Regions from separate parts of the Mus musculus genome. Here region 2 is linked to region 1. A link is a contact called in public HiChIP or PLAC-seq data. All regions are on one chromosome and are shown on one strand. Each heading gives the region's core, a stretch centred on a gene start, on an enhancer-like site or on the middle of the called end of the contact. The rest is flanking DNA. Distances are from core to core; before and after follow the strand shown.

The links. HiChIP or PLAC-seq counts read pairs in DNA pulled down with a chosen protein or histone mark.
Region 2: an H3K27ac HiChIP or PLAC-seq map of embryonic stem cells shows a contact between it and region 1, with 15 read pairs. The contact joins the promoter of Ptprk here to the enhancer-like site in region 1. A contact is called at or near these places in 2 of 39 promoter capture datasets (3T3-L1-derived adipocytes and embryonic stem cells), 4 of 484 Hi-C or Micro-C datasets (cortical neurons and embryonic stem cells), 3 of 115 datasets of contacts at active chromatin or transcription factors (all in embryonic stem cells) and 1 of 9 other capture datasets (pancreatic islet).

The regions. Positions count from the first base shown.
Region 1 is chr10:28,009,485-28,017,246 of GRCm38.p6, forward strand. No RefSeq gene overlaps it. Among named protein-coding and RNA genes, the nearest start is that of Ptprk, 61 kb to the right of the region's middle. Within about 2 kb of position 4,872, at least 11 of the 459 cell types and tissues checked have an H3K27ac peak or open chromatin away from gene starts, as enhancers often do. A contact at or near this core is called in embryonic stem cells, where this site is marked.
Region 2 is chr10:28,071,807-28,079,568 of GRCm38.p6, forward strand. Ptprk (protein tyrosine phosphatase, receptor type, K) reads left to right here and starts at 3,014. Exons shown (of 32, transcript NM_008983.2): 1 at 3,014-3,371. The coding sequence starts at 3,275.

The sequences.
Region 1 (7,762 bases), core at 3,622-6,121:
TAATTTTTTTATGCACTTAATTTATTCATTTTGTATGTGTGCTCACACCGTCATGGACATATCATTGTACACAAAAGGATGTCCGACAGCAGTTTGGAGGGGGGGCGGGTTCTTACCTCCCACCATCTAGGTCTTCAGGATTGAACTCAAATTTTCTGGCTTGGTGGCTCAGAGGCCTGTACCCTCCCAGCCATCCCTCCTGCCCTGGAGTTGATTGATTCATGAATGCTGAATGGCTTCTGTTCTGCCCTTAGCAGCTGTCTGATCTTGGGCTGTGATTCCATACCAGACAAAAATGCAAAGAAGAATTCATCAAGTAGTGGACCGACTTGTTTGTTATTGCTTTTGTTGTAATAGTGGTGGTTTGGTTTTGATTTTAGTTTTTTGAGAAAGGGGTTCTCTGTAGCCAACTGTCCTGGAACTCACTCCTTAGACCAGGCTGGCCTCAAACGAACTGATTCATCTGCCTCTGCCTCCCAAGTGCTGAGAGTAAAGTTGTGCAATACCACACTTGCCCTGCACTGACTACTATGAATTACCAATTAAATAAAGGACGTGGGTAATGTTTTAGGGGTGTTTGGATTCATTTGGGTATCAATATGTTTATTTGTTTAATTTTATTCAAGACCTCCCTTTGTAGACCAGGCTGCCCTCAAACGCACAGAGACCTGCTCACCTTTGCTTTCCAAGTGCTGGGATCAAAAGTTAGGGCCAGCATGTGGGGCTTAGTTTTGTTTTGTTGAGATAGTATCTCACTATGTAACCCAAGCTGGTCTTAAACTCAAGATAGGTAGTATTTCTACCTACCAAGTGCTGGCTTCTAAGTCTGTACCATTACATAAAGACTACTAATATATATTAAGTTTTAAAATATTGAAGGAGCTTCAGAAGCTGTGGATATTCAAGTATAACTTCTGTTACTTATGCCTACATAGAAGTCTGTACTCTACGTCTACCAATGAGCTCTGGAGATGGCCGTCAGTTCATCTGGCTTAACATCAAGTACCTTTACCTGCCAGGCTATCTCTGAGTCCCTTATGCTGCTCACAGATAAGCACAACCCACATTGTTGGTCAGAGTCTGCTTTCCCAGCCCAAGACAGAGCTAAGAGAAACTCTGGCCAGCAAATCCAGAACACAGCAGTTGAAGCCTCAAGAGTACAACAAGGCATACCCTCTCTGTCAGCTTTTTTTGCTTGAACTACCTTACCTGAATACTTGGCTAAAGGCTTCATTCTGCGTACCATGCAGAGACCTGGCAGAGCTACAAAAGGAAGTGTGCCTTGTCTTAACCTATAGCACCGCATCCTCTCTTTATTGCAACAATAAACAACCAAAAGCTTCATGGGAGAAAAATTCAGCCAACATTACCTGCCTGCTGCTTCCAGACTTGGGGACCTGAAACCAGGAGCCATTTACAGGAAAACAAAAGCACAATCTAAGCTGACTGGTGTCCTCTGGGAAAACAGGTTTTACTGGTACAGCTGCAACTCTTGTACTACAGAAGTACACCAGCTTCCTCCCCAGGCATGTCCCTGGAGGAACTAAAATGGCTTTCCACTGCCATCCTCTTCCAAGAGGACATGTGCCACTGGTATACATTAGGATGGTTGGGGAAAAAAATTATTTTACCAAAATAAACGTTTTAAATTAAAATTTATGACTATCTCTTTAATATACCCCAGTGGGTGATGTGTTAGCTTTGCCGTGTGTTAGTTTCCTATTACTATTCTAGGGACTGGAAAACTATTGTAAACTAGCTGCAGGGTAGGAAAAACATCGAAAATGGAGCATCATTGCCTGAGCAATAGGAAAAAAGAAAGAGAGGAGTTACAATGGAGGGATCCCATACCTGCTTGGCCTTTACAGCAGTGCCAAGGACTAGCCTAGGCTTGGGGAAGGGTTCTGAGAGAAAGGGTGTTTGAGAGCAGTGAAACAAACCAAATGACTGGAAGTCAATTCATGAGTCCAAGCTGACAGCCTATCTTCTGCTCAAGATGGTCTTCCAAATTAATTGCTCTCTCTCTTCTCTCTCTCTCTCTCTCTCTCTCTCTCTCTCTCTCTCTCTCTCTCTCTCTCTCTCTCTCTCTCTTCTACTCCAGACAGATTTTCTGTGTTCTGCTCTGCTACATACAGCTTTCTCTTGCTATTCTAAAGACTCTCTGGATAGCTCTTCTCTTGCAAACTAAAAGCCCACTCTTTTATGTTACTTAACAAATCTTTATCTTAGGCACCCTCTTGATTATCCCATGAATGAGCATCCCATGACCCTAGCTCCTTGATTCTTAGGAGACAACAAGAACATTTTGTTACCCATTGCAAAAGAGTTCAGAGATCTGCCTGCCTCTGTACAGCCGATAAGCTAGCTGGGTGGGGCCCTGTCCTTAAGTTACCATTTCTTGCACCATTTCTAATCTTAATCTATCTCAGGCCAATCCTGAACTCAGGAATCTGCCTGTCCTTGTAAATTTTAACAGAAAACTTAGTTTGGTGAGTGATCACAACTCCCCGAATCTCTATCTCCTTCCTTAATATCTTTCTGACAAGTTGACTCATAGCTCAGCTGCCTCTATTCCTTTAGATCTGTGAGGCCCCTTATACAATTCCTATTTCATTCATATGTTTTACAGAGTTGAGAAATTATATATTTGCAAACTCATGTTTTTAGAGTTCTTTTGCACAGCCTTAAGGGCTATCCAGAAGGTCCCATGTTTGCCATTTTGCTAAAGACATAGCCACACCCTCAACTCCAGAACTCATTCTTTCTCTAATTATCATGGAGTCATTAACATTAGCAGGGAGGACATTCCTCAAAGGAAGAATGTGAAAATATCTGCATTATTATGCAAACAAGTCTTCTGCCCAACTAAGCCTGTGGAGGCTCAAGCCCGGTTGGCCCTGTTCCAGGGGTGAGAACCATGTCATTTTCCCCCTACCAAGGCCATGCCAAACTGGACAGAGGAGGAGAATATTGTGTCCCATGTAGTCTGGGCCACATGGGAACTTCTGTAACTCTGGAAGAAAAAATTAAATTCTCCAAATGTTGTGCCCATTCAGGCTCTCAAAGCCCAAAAGACCACCAAGAAGCCCATTCTGACACAATTCCACTAGGGTCTTTTTTTTATTCAAGCTTGGACTTGGGCTCACTGCTGACCCTGACCAGCAGGATGGGAGGGTGAAGCCCCAAGTCCAGTTTCAAGCAAGCATTTATAGAGGCAAACAAGCAAGCCAAGGAGTTTTCAGCTTGGCACACATCTGAATGGGGGGCTATTATTGCCCTTTAAAATGGTTGGCTAGTGCTGGAAGCCAAACCATAAACTTAACTTCTGCTTTCCTCCTGGTTGGTGGTTGTTAGGGAGTGACTTGGAAACTAGTGCTAGGTCTACACCTTGTTGGAGAGTAACCTGGAAACTAGTGCTAGATACAGGATTGTTGATTAACTCCTGCTCAACCTTAGGTCAGGTTCTCTAAAATGGAGCCAGAACCCAAGATGGAATTGGTCTGGTCTTTCACAAGCAGAATAAAATGCAAGTAAGATCTGCTTTGAGAGGTGAGTGGTCCAAGCCTTTAATCTAGCACTTACTCAGGAAGCAGAGACAGTGGTCAGCCAGAGCTATGTAGTAAGACCCTGTCTCAGAACAAAAACCAAAACACTATGTGCTTAGATGCTGCCAAAAACTTTGCACAAATGTTTGTCTGTGTCGTAGAGTTTTATTGCTGTGGACACCAAGACCAAGGCAACTCTTATAAGGACAACATTTAATTGGGGGTAGCTTCCAGGTCCATTATCATCGAGACAAGGCAGGGACATGGCAGCATCCAGGCAGGCAGAGCTGAGAGTTCTAAATCTTCATCAGAAGGCTAGTAATGGAAGACTGGCTTCTAGGCAGGTAGGATGAGGGTCTTAAAGCCCTATACCCACAATGACACACCTATTCCAACAAGGCCACACCTCCAAATAGTGCCCCTCCCTGGGCCAAGCATATTCAAACCATCAGTGTGCTGTTCTTCTCTAGACTTTCCTACTCTGCACAGCACTCATCTACACTTGCATGTGTGACACAGTGTTTACATTGTCCTTCCACCTCTCCTGCCACACACTGCCTAAGGATTTAACTTACACAGTCTCAGCTCAGGCTGTCTCTGAGCTCTGGCTGTCACTTAGCATAACTGTCCTTATTTAGAATGCAACTACCCCACCTTTCGTCTCTTTCCCAAAGTAATCTCAAGGGGACAGATGCCTGTCTTGTTGATCTCAGCATTTCAAAGTCTAACTCGCCACTTCACATACATATTAAGAACTGAATTAGTTTATGAACAAAGAAGTAAATGATACAAACTACTTCTAACCAGACCATTGATCTTTTGTCTTTCACTTTATTTGGGAGATTTCTTTTCCTGTATAAATAACCTTGCATTCCATTTCCATTATTTATAAAATTTTAGTAGCTCTGGGAATATAACAATGGTATGGACATTAAGTAAAACAATCCAGGGAGAATGGCTTGCTTTTTTCTACACCAGAAAGAAAGTTGTGAAGATATGTGAGTGAGCCCCTTCAGGTACTCACTGATACATTCCCCTCCCATGGGTATTGTTGAGTGGCAAGTACAGAGACCACACTTTAATTAGAAGGTACATTTAGACCTCTAAGATATTATTTGGATACTTCTTGCTTAGGACATTCAGGAGATAAGACTTCCACAGATTATTTTTATTTAAGTCTTTCTGAATGTTATGGTGTCTTCTTTCTGTCCACAGATACCAATTGTTGAGGGACCCTAAGGGTGTTTTCTGGTCACACACCCTTCTTACAGCTTCCCCATCCTGCCTGAAGTCAAGGTGAGGCCAAGTTCCATTCTCCACCCACAGGAACATTCTTGAGTAAAAAATTCTCAGAATGGACTGACAGTCACCTGACCTTCGGGGAAGTCCCAGGTAGAGTTCATGTTTGCTAGCCAATAGATTTAAATGTCAATATGCTTAGCCAGTAAGTTTGAAGTATAACCTTGCTGATGTAACCTGTGCCCCGGAAAAAGTATTAAATCTGCTTGTAAGAGCCATTCAGGATCACCTTCTCCTCACTCTCCTCAAGGGACTGATTGAGGGTTGACCCTGATGCAATGGAAAATAAACCTTTTGCTTTTGCATTCATTTGCATCTTAGTGTCTCACTGGGGGCATCTCAAAATAAGTACCACTGACCTGAGAGTTGTAAGGAGCAGGGCTGGGGAGGGGGATGTTTCACAACAATAGCCAGCATTTTCCTAACAAGTACCACTCACACCAGGCCCACTGTGTCTCTAAAGAAAAACAGAGAATAGAGGAGGGGAGGGGAGGGGAGGGGGAGGGGAGGGGAGGGGAGGGGAGGGGAGGGGAGGGGAGGGGAAAGAAGACTTGTTGGAAGAGAAACATGAGGCCGAACACTGAGTTGCTTTAAGAGAGAATTTAAAACAAATATGACAGGTGTTTGTTTTTTCTTATTGCACCAAGAATGGAATTTACTCCATTAAAAAAATAATAATTGAAGAGAATAAAAACAATCCTGAAAATTTCTAGTTTAAGAAGTATTTATACATAAATAGTCATCATAAACTTTTGGCAGATATTGGTGGTATTTCACTAGTAATCATATAAACAGAAATTAACAGAGTTACAAAGAATGCAATCATTGTTTTTTAAATGTGTCCAAATTATTATTTAGGAGTCAAGACAAAACTAGGACAGATTCTTAACATTTTTATGCACAGAATTTTGGTTCTGTTTACTTTGGACTTGAGTTTTTGCTTTGTTTTCATTATTTCTCTGTGGAACTAACAAACTATATTTTTCTTTGATAAGCTTTACTTCCTTCTCTGGTAACAGACCTGCAACAGTTCCTTAGTAAAACAAATACTGAAATGACATGCAAGGTCAATATGTTCATTGGCAGCAGCACTACAACATGGCAGCATTTGCCGTGACATCCAGGGTAGCTGCAGATGGGGATGTGTGATGCTGAACAGGTATTTTTGGACAGAACACTTCAATTAGCCCTGGAGAAGTTTCTTCAGACACTTCAAGCTGTCTGCTTCCTGGTTCTGATACAACTCCTCTCCATATTAATACAACCAATAAGGTTCCCTTCCCTTCCCCTCCCCTCCCCTCCCCTCCCTTCCCCTCCCCTTCCCTTGCCCTCCCCCTCCCCCCTCCCCCTCCCCCTCCCCCTTCCCTTCCCTTCCCTTCCCCTCCCCTGCTCTGCCCTCCCCCCTCCCCCTCCCCCTCCCCCTTCCCTTCCCTTCCCTTCCCTTCCCCTCCCTTCCCCTCTCTTCTCTTTCTTTCTTTCTTTCTTTCTTTCTTTCTTTCTTTCTTTCTTTCTTTCTTTCTTTCTTTTTCTGTCTCTCATTGCTTGAGACAGGGTTTCTCCGTATAGCCCTGGCTGCTCTGGAACTCAAGCTAGGGACCAGGATGACCTCAAACTCACAAGAGATCCCCCTGCCTCTGCCTCCTGAGTGCTGGGATTAAAGGTGTGCGCCACTGCCACCCAGCTTGGCAACTGTCAAATATAAAGGTCAAACCCAAGTGGTTTTATGAAAGAAGAAAAGGGAACAAAGGAAGGTGGTAAGGAAAAGGAAAGAGAGAAATGCATGCAAGTAAAGCAGGGTATATCCTAACTGTGAAGTTATACATTTATAATAGAATATAAACTTAGATTTTATTTCAGTGTGTGAAAGTGCATGCCTAACTCCACTGGAAGATATATGGAATTGCCAGGTGCTTAAGCTACATGAAATTAATGAGATCTGATTAGTAACAGGGGGTGGCAATGAGAACTCATTCTGTACAGCCATGGGGAGATGAAAGGGTGGGGGTATGTGTTACTACTAACGAAAGCTGATGTTAGAAAACATTCAGTCGGGGAAAGAATACCTCCCCCCATCCCTGGAAGTGACAAATGTTCACATTCCTGCCCCCAGAATCCATGAATGGTACAGAGCAAAGAAAAAGTAGATCTGAACAGATAGAAATGAGATGGTTAACCTGAAAATAGGATTGTTACCCTGAGTTGTCTGGGTGGGCTCTATACAATCCTGGGGTAATTAAAAGTAGAAGTATCTGAAGAGAAACAGATGTGGAAGCAGAAGCCATATCAGAGATATAAACATGTGAGGCAGACAGATGGAGTAGGAGGCCATGAGATAAAAAAAAAAAAAAAAATACTGGAAACCTCTAGAAGCTGGAAATGATAAGGTGGCAGGCTCATTCTCCATGCTTTAGGAGTGCATCTTAGGGTTCCATTGCTGTGAAGAGACACCAAGACCACAGCAACTCTTATAGAGGACAACATTTACTTGGGGCTGTCTTATAGGTTTTGGGGTCCAGCCCATTATCATCATGGAGGGAAGCATGGCTGTGTTCAGGTAAGCATGGTGCAGGCAGAGCTAAGAATTCTACATCTTCATCTGAAGGCTGCTAGGAGAAGCCCAGCTCCCACATGGTTAGGAGGAGGGTCTCAAAGCACACCTCTACAGTGACACACTTTCTCCAATAAGGCCACACCTCCTTAGAGTGCCACTCCCAGGGTCTAGTATATTCAAACCACCACAGAGGGGATGCTGTCTTGCCAATGTCATGGTTTTAACCCAGAGAACCCTACATCCAAAAGTTGACCTAAGAACATGTAAGAGAACAACTGTTTGTTGCCTGAAGTAGGAAGGTTGTGGTAAAAATAAATATAAAAGTTGTAGGGTATAATAAAAATAAGTTGTAGGGTTAAGGATAACA
Region 2 (7,762 bases), core at 1,764-4,263, 60 kb after region 1:
ATTGATTGTTTTAATTAGTCTTTTATGTCTTGTGTTGCATTGGTGTTTTGCCTGCATTTATGTCTGTGTGAAGGTGTCAAGTCACTTGGAGCTGGAATACTGATAGTTGTGAGCTACCATGTAGGTGCTAGGAATTGAATTTGAGTCTCTGAAGGAGCAGCCTCTGCTCTCAACTGCTAAGCCATCTCTCCAGCTCGAAGAGAGATGTTTCTTTGTTTGTTCTTGACTGTAGAATTATGTCATGTCATGGCTTTATTGTAATACATTACATAGAACATAGACTTTACCATATTACCCACTTTGAGTGTGTCATTTGTTGATACTAAATTTATCCACACAGCCTTACAGCCTTCACCACCAGCCTTCCCTCTCCAGGTTTTTTCTTCTTCTTTTAAAAAAAAGATTTCATTTTTAGTAATGTATACATGTGTGTTCGCTTGTGCGTGTACGTGTGGAGTGTGTGTCTGTGTGTCTGTATGTCCTGGTGTGGCACTGTGAATGCAGGTGCTCCATGAATCCATATGAGGGTGTCAGGAATGATGGAACTGAAGTTAGAGGTGGCTAGCCCTCTGACATGGCCCCTAAGAGCCAAACTCTGGAAGAGCAGAAAGGGCTCTTAACCATTAAACCCTCTCTATAACCCCCAGGCTTTTTCTCTCTAACCTGAAAGTTTATATTGTCTTCAGCTAACCTTCCCCAATGTTTGATCATAAACTCTCTTCCCTCTGCAGTTTCCTTTCTCCATAAAATTCCATTTTGTATATTATGAAAGACATCTACTAAGTAACACGCTTTATAAATGGAGTTGGCTTGTAAGTAGACATTTAATTATTTTCACATTTTTTTTGTAAATATCTTAGTTCCTAAAACATTTTTTAAAATATATATTTGGTGTTAGTGTTTGGACAGCAACTAGATAAAAGAATATGAACATTTCATTGTTTTCTTAAAATAAAAAAATGCTGAGGTAGGAGAGTGGCAGGTTCAAGACCAACTTACTACTAAAGTGATTCTAAGCCCCCTAGTCCATGTTTGTTATGAGCCCTAAGGATAAAGCTCCAAGTTGCTTGCCCAAAATGTTACTGCATTTTTTCTGGTTTTATTGAGATGGCATCTCTATTAATTCCTTTTAAGGATTTCCTTCTCTGTCTTCCTTTCCCCTCCCTTGTTTGGGTAAATTACTTTCTCCCTAGTCTTGTTTCCTTGTATGTGTACCACAAGACTCTTACCTGAACTTGATTCCTAACTGTGGTAGTGTCCATTTAAGATGCCTGGTACACTTTAGGCACCCTCACAGCATTTTCGTACTGTTATTTCTCTACCATAGAGAAAATGAACCAAATTCTTTATCCCTTGACTCCGGGAATGACTATGACAAGAAGTGAGGTTCTATCCACTATCTGTAGGTCTCGGAAGGGCTTCGTTTGCATGCTTACTCAAACAAATTGCCAAGTGATGAACATTTTTCATGCAAGAATAGACAGACAAATTCATATATGGACAGACAAGTTTCCTTTGCCTTTACTCTGGCAAATTACTGCTAATTTTAGAAAGTTTTGCTAAGTCTTCAGAAAAGAAAATAATAGGTTTTTGGTTACCTGTGATCTAATAAAGCTCTTTAGTGTACGAAATAAGGACCCTTGGTAGAGTGTGCTTAAAGTTATAGGTTAATGAGCTAAGGAACATTGACATTGTACCCAGAGGGAGATGACTGAACTATGCTGAACTGAATTGACAAGTGTTGGGCTTGTTACAGGTACTAATGAGCAGTCATCAAGGCTGTAGCGTAACGGACTTTCTATCCTCAGCAAATAAAAAAGAAACCCATTTTCTCCCTTCTTCATCAATATGTATAATATATGTGCATAGATGTGTGTGTGTGTAGTATACAGTCACTTGCATCTATTCCAAACCTAGTCATAACAGCATGTATTAATTACAGAAATATGTGGCTCGGTTAATGATGAGAATGCTGTATTAAATTGAATTTCACTTCATTTTGATTTTAAAAGGCTAAAGACATTTTGAGTGACTGACAGGTGCCAATCAAGGCTATTATTAGCAGTTGCATATATAGCATCAAAATTCAAAAAAAAAGTTAGGCTTATTCAGTTTTGGTCATACTTACATGTGTCATAATTTGCAGACATGAGTAAAAGTAAGCAACTATACAGCGTTGCTACAGAAGCAAGTGAAGGTGGCATTTGGAGAAATCACACCAAGCTGCTAAGGTAGCAAAACTGACTTCCTGCCTGTAACACAGCACACAGCATTGGGTTCCTTCGGAGCAACCATGCTGTGCTCATTGTTGGGATAAACTCCTTTTATTAAATACTTATTTCTTATATAGCTACAAGACAGTAAAAATCAAAACAAAACCAAGTCTTGCTCTACTCCACCAGGCTATGCGAAGGCTGAGCGGCTGGGAGCTTCCCAATGACAAATAAACCAGAAACGAGGCACGCCAGCTGTTCACACTGGAAACTTACCCAACATTTTATTTTGGTCCAAGTTTTATTTATTTCGTGAACAAACGAGAGTAAGTTTTCAATGGGGTAGGGAGCCTTATTCCTTATCCTATCAATAAGGAAGAGTGAAATTTCAGTGCAGGTCGGCGTTTTAAAGGTCACATCTACGCTCCCTTTTCTTCCTACCACCAGCCGCTCTGGTGGGACCGCCACCTTGGGGACAGAACCCCAGGACACCTCTCCTCGGGCGCCTCCTCCGTCGTCCGCCCACAGTTCTGCCTCTCAGAGTTGAATCTCAGGGATCCGGCAGGGAGCTGCGCCAGGTCCCCCTTTCCCGCTCGCCGCCAGAGAGCCGCGCGGCCACCGAGCCCAGGTGGCGAACAAAGGCGGCGCGGGGCGCAGGGCGCGGGGCGCGCGGCCCGGCTGGCGCGCGTCTCCCTAGCAGGAGGCGGCAGTGGCGGCGGCGCGCACCGGAGCCCGCATTCCTCCGAAGCTGCCGGAGCCCGCGGGGCGACGTCACCCCAGGCTCCGCCCCCGTCCCTCCCAGAGCAAACTAACTCTGGACTACCCTGAGCAGCCTCTGCCTAGCATGGAGAGCGGCGGCCGCGGCTGGCGGGCGACGCTGGAGACGCTTTCGCCCGCGAGGTAGTTGGCCGACGTTGCGCAAGGACGAAAGTGCTGGCGGGTGGCCGCGGCGTCTCCGCGAGCCCCCCGACGAGGCCGGGCGGGCTGCTGGCTGGCGGATTTCACCGCGATTCCCCCGGAGGCTCTTTGCAAAGCTGCTTGAAACTTCTCCCAAACTCGCCATGGATGTGGCGGCCGCTGCGTTGCCTGCTTTTGTAGCTCTCTGGCTTCTGTACCCGTGGCCTCTCCTGGGGTCGGCCCTTGGCCAGTTCTCAGCAGGTGAGAGGTTGGGGGTGGTCTGTGTCTGTCCACAGTCTTGGACTCAGGCAGGAAGGACTGACTGATTGCTGGTGCTGGGTTCGGGGATCCAGGGGGCGTCCGCTTAAGGTGGCGGGGGTGGTGGTGGTGCAGGTTGGAGCTAGGTCTGTCCTGGGAGTTTGTGTCAGGCGGGACGCAGGGCCAAGAGCTGTGCGCCCCCGTGCGCAGGTAACTTTTACGTTCTCGACCCATTGTTTCTGAGGCTAGTCCGGCGCGCAGACAGCCCAGGGTGTGCTGGATGGAGTGTGTGGCGACCTTGCTTTTCCTGGGTGTTCTTTTTGCCTGGGAGTCGGGAGCAGTCCACAGCATTAGTTAGGGAAGTGAGGAAGAAAAAGTACTTAGGGCTCCCGGGACCACGATTTTATGGCTCGCTGAGCTGGCTAGTGGCTCTCTGTCGCCAGACTGTTCAAAATTTCCCCGGGAAGTCTTTGTGAGAATTGTGGAGACACATAGGGACCGATCTCGGTGTGTTCTGCCAGGTGCTTTTTGTCCCGGGTATAACCGCCTCTGACTATTGTCCAGCTACTTCCCGGTGCCTCCTGGAGGCTCCTTCCTCCTCTGCTGAGGGTTCAGAGTTGCTCCTGGATAGATTACAGAGCACACAGCGTGGAGCACGTTGTATGTATACATTGGCAGAGTCCGTACGACGTTTGTAAATGTAGCTCTAAGGGTAGATTCAGAGCTGTCCTGGGCAGCGAGTTCTGGGCTCCCATTCCCGGAAGGCTTACCCTATTTATGGGGCGAAGCCACCACAAAGCTCAAATCTGGCTCCACACCACCCTGAGTCCGCCTGGGTGACCTGGGCTGGGAACGTTCGCTGTTCTCCTGGACAACCCAGGAGTGAGACGTGATGCGATATTCCAGGCTATCCCTTTGAGTTCTAAGTAAAACCGCTCAGATAAGTCCCAGGATTCCGGGTCTTTCAGACTGGTGGTCTCTGTTCCCGTCCAGTTTTGATATCCTGCCTGTAGGTCGCTGGCTTCTATGTATCTGCCGGCTCTGAAGTTTCACCAGGTGGACGCTGGGGAGCGGGCTCCCAGGTTTAAGCCTCTGCCTCCCACAAGGCTTTACAACTTTTCTGGTTAACCCACCCAGCCCAGCAAGGTTGGAGGGCGCATCCGCTGCTGCCTTGGTTCCCAGTGTTTGTGGAAACACAGAGTGGCCAGAGGGTGACGGGAAACGCGACAGCCGCGCTCCTGGCTGAACCAGCAGGATGGGAAGACAGAACTTACTTTGTACTTGATAGTTTCATTGTTGAGACTGCTCGATTTCCTGGAAATACACTCACCATGATGTTTTCCGGAGCAAATCGTCCCTTAGCTTTTCTTTCCCCCTCCCCTTTAGGAGTTAGACCTCGGAGTCTGGAGCTTGAGTGTATCCTCCTCGTAGGCAGAGACTATGAAATGGTAGCAGGCAAAGGAAAGACCGTGTGTGGGGTGGTGTGCAGAAGGCACCAGCTCTATGCAATGAATTCCGACGACTTAATTTAATTTTCTGGTTTCCGCGTTACCGAGTGTCTCTGCCATACAATGCTGTTAGTATTGGAACCATGCTTGATGTAACTCATTATATGCAGCAAGTTGGAGGGAGTATTGATTTCTACACGGTGCTTGTCGCTTCACGGAGAGCCTTGCTTGAGGAGGCATGTTATTTGTTAATTGAACTTTACCAGTTACATGATTAAACACATGTATTTAGAACTGGAGACTAGTGATGTCTTAGCAGCTGATGGATAGATTTTCAACATGTGAGAATTTTTTCTCTTTAAAAATGTTATTTATCATTTAATCACTGTGTACCGAGAGTGCCTCATCACACTGTGCAGATTTGTTTCTGGGAGTTTATAATGAATGCAGGCTCCACAGATCTGGCTCTCATCCTTATGTTTGCCCACAAATGAAGGCCTTTTATCTCTTGAGTTTAAAGTCAGATTGCGCACCTATCTGTTTTTCTCCAGAGATTGAAAGTTGGTTTTTGTAGACATCTCTTTTCTTCTGGCTGTCATAAATCATTTGGTATTGTAATGCCATTAAACTCTATGGCATATTTGTTAAAAAAAAAAAAAAGCATTGACTAGGGACAAGAAATTGGAAGTGCTTTGTTTTGTTCCTTGCTTCCCCCCTTCCCACTATTCTATTTTAAATGAGGAACTTTTGGAGGCATTTAAATGAACATGCTTTAAAGAGCTGAAGAGACATATTTTCTAAATTCTAAAGTACTTCATCCTACTATATATGCATTTTATAACATGATCACCAAGGGTGGTTCACCACTTTCCAGGAGTACTCTGTGGCTGTTAATGTAGGAAACATAACTACACATTTGGGAGGATAGTGTAGTTGGGAATGTGTGTATGTCATATATACATTGGATCTCTGTGTGTGTCTCAGTCACACATTTAACACTTTCAGAGTGCAACCTTCTCCTTTCTGTCTGCAGTTCAAGTGTAAAAGTGCTCCACAGTAAACATCTTTAAGGCCACGACTTTATCTATACATTTTACCTTTTACTTGAGTCTCTGAAAATGACACTTTTATCTGTATTCTATCCAGGAAAACTGAAGTGTGGGAAACCAGTCTGCTACTCCAGTCTATTTACTAGGCTGTGTAGCTGTTAATGTTGGTATCACTGTGGAAGCAAGCTTATTGTAGAACCCAAACCCGACAAAACCAGTCTCACTTGGAAACTCAGCTTTCTCATCTATAAAATGGGGATAATAATACCTGTCCTGACCTTTCCACATAGTTTTTATGAAGATCAAGTGAAGTCATTTATGTGCACTGTCAACTGTAGAGCATGGTGCAGCAACCTGGGGTGTAATCATCATAAATTATGGTAGCCCAGTGCCAGAGTTTCAGCTTTTATGGCTTTTAAACTCTTAGAACTCTCTTCTCAGCAAGTATAGGCTGTTCAGCAAGGAGTGTGTGTGTGTGTGTGTGTGTGTGAGAGAGAGAGAGAGAGAGAGAGAGAGAGAGAGAGAGTTCTTCCACTAGTCATCCATTTTCACCACAATTGATTCTGACCATGAGTTTATGATAGAAATCATCTTTGATCAATTTTTAGCTTAGCTATGCACATCTTTCAAAAATTATACTTATGTAAGAGTCACTGTTAATACCTCTAGTATCCTAACTACAGGAAAAATACTTGTGAATCTTGTTATTTTAAAGAAATTTCCTGGTTCAGCATTTTCTCAGTGCAGAGAATTACATGTGCCTTTGGATGCAGTCTTATCAATGACCTAGAGAGGGACTATTGTGTCTGTATGAAGTAAGCCTGAGAAAGCTGCTTTGGAAGAGGTCCTGGCATATCACCCTTCTCATCCCTTAGGAACTTACAACTCATCTGAACAGAACCACTTGCCTTGTGTTTGTCTTCTTGTCTCTAGTTCAAACTTAATTTTCTCTTATTATTATTGTCTACTGGGAGGAGACTCGGAGCCAGTCTGTGTTAAGGCTTGCCATTTCTTTTTCTAGTTTTGATTGACTGGTACCCTTCAGTGTCTAACTACATTACAATTGCAAACTGTACTCCAGGTCTGTTTTTCTCTCTCACTGGTTCCCTTATATCTGAATTTCCTTGCTCGTGAGATGTCATTTTGTGTCTGGACCGCCCAGACGGGAAGAGGCAGGTTTCGCTGCTGTTTGGTCATTGGCATGTGTGTTGCTGACAGCTCTTCTCTTTGTGTTCATGAATGTGAATCTCAAAAATAAATCAATAAATCAATCCCTCTGCTCCTCTGTCCCTCTTCCACACCCCTCCCACGCCTTGCTGGTAACAACTAAGCCCCACATGCATATTCAAAAATCAGAAGCTTTTGGTTTTCATCAAATATCTCTAGGAGCTGCTTTATATATGTTCTTAAATACTAGACGTATGACCAGTCCGCTACCCAAATCTAAGACAACCCCTTTGTTCAACATTGATGTATTAGTATGTATTTCTTGGATCCTCAAATAGGGTTTACATGCTATAGTTCCATGTAGAGAAAGTGTGTTGGCTCCCACTAATGTTTGTCAACTGCCTTTTACTGTTTCTGCCCGAGTGTGTTTCTGTGTGTTTTGACAGAGTAGGTCATGCTGAGTGTGAGTCGGCACTGTTTCCATTTCCTAGACTTGTTCTTCATTGAGGGGAGGACAGGGAATTGCTGAAGGTTGAAAGCAGGAAATAGCAAAACTGTTTACAGTTAAAAATGCAGTGTGCCTCTCTGTATATGTGTGTATGTGTGTTTATGTGTTCCTATGTGTGTATGTGTGTTTATGTGTGTGTATGTGTGTATGTTTATGTGTGTGTGTGTTTGTATCTTTATGTGTGTGTATGTGTGTGTGTGTTTGTGTGCTTGTGTGTTTATG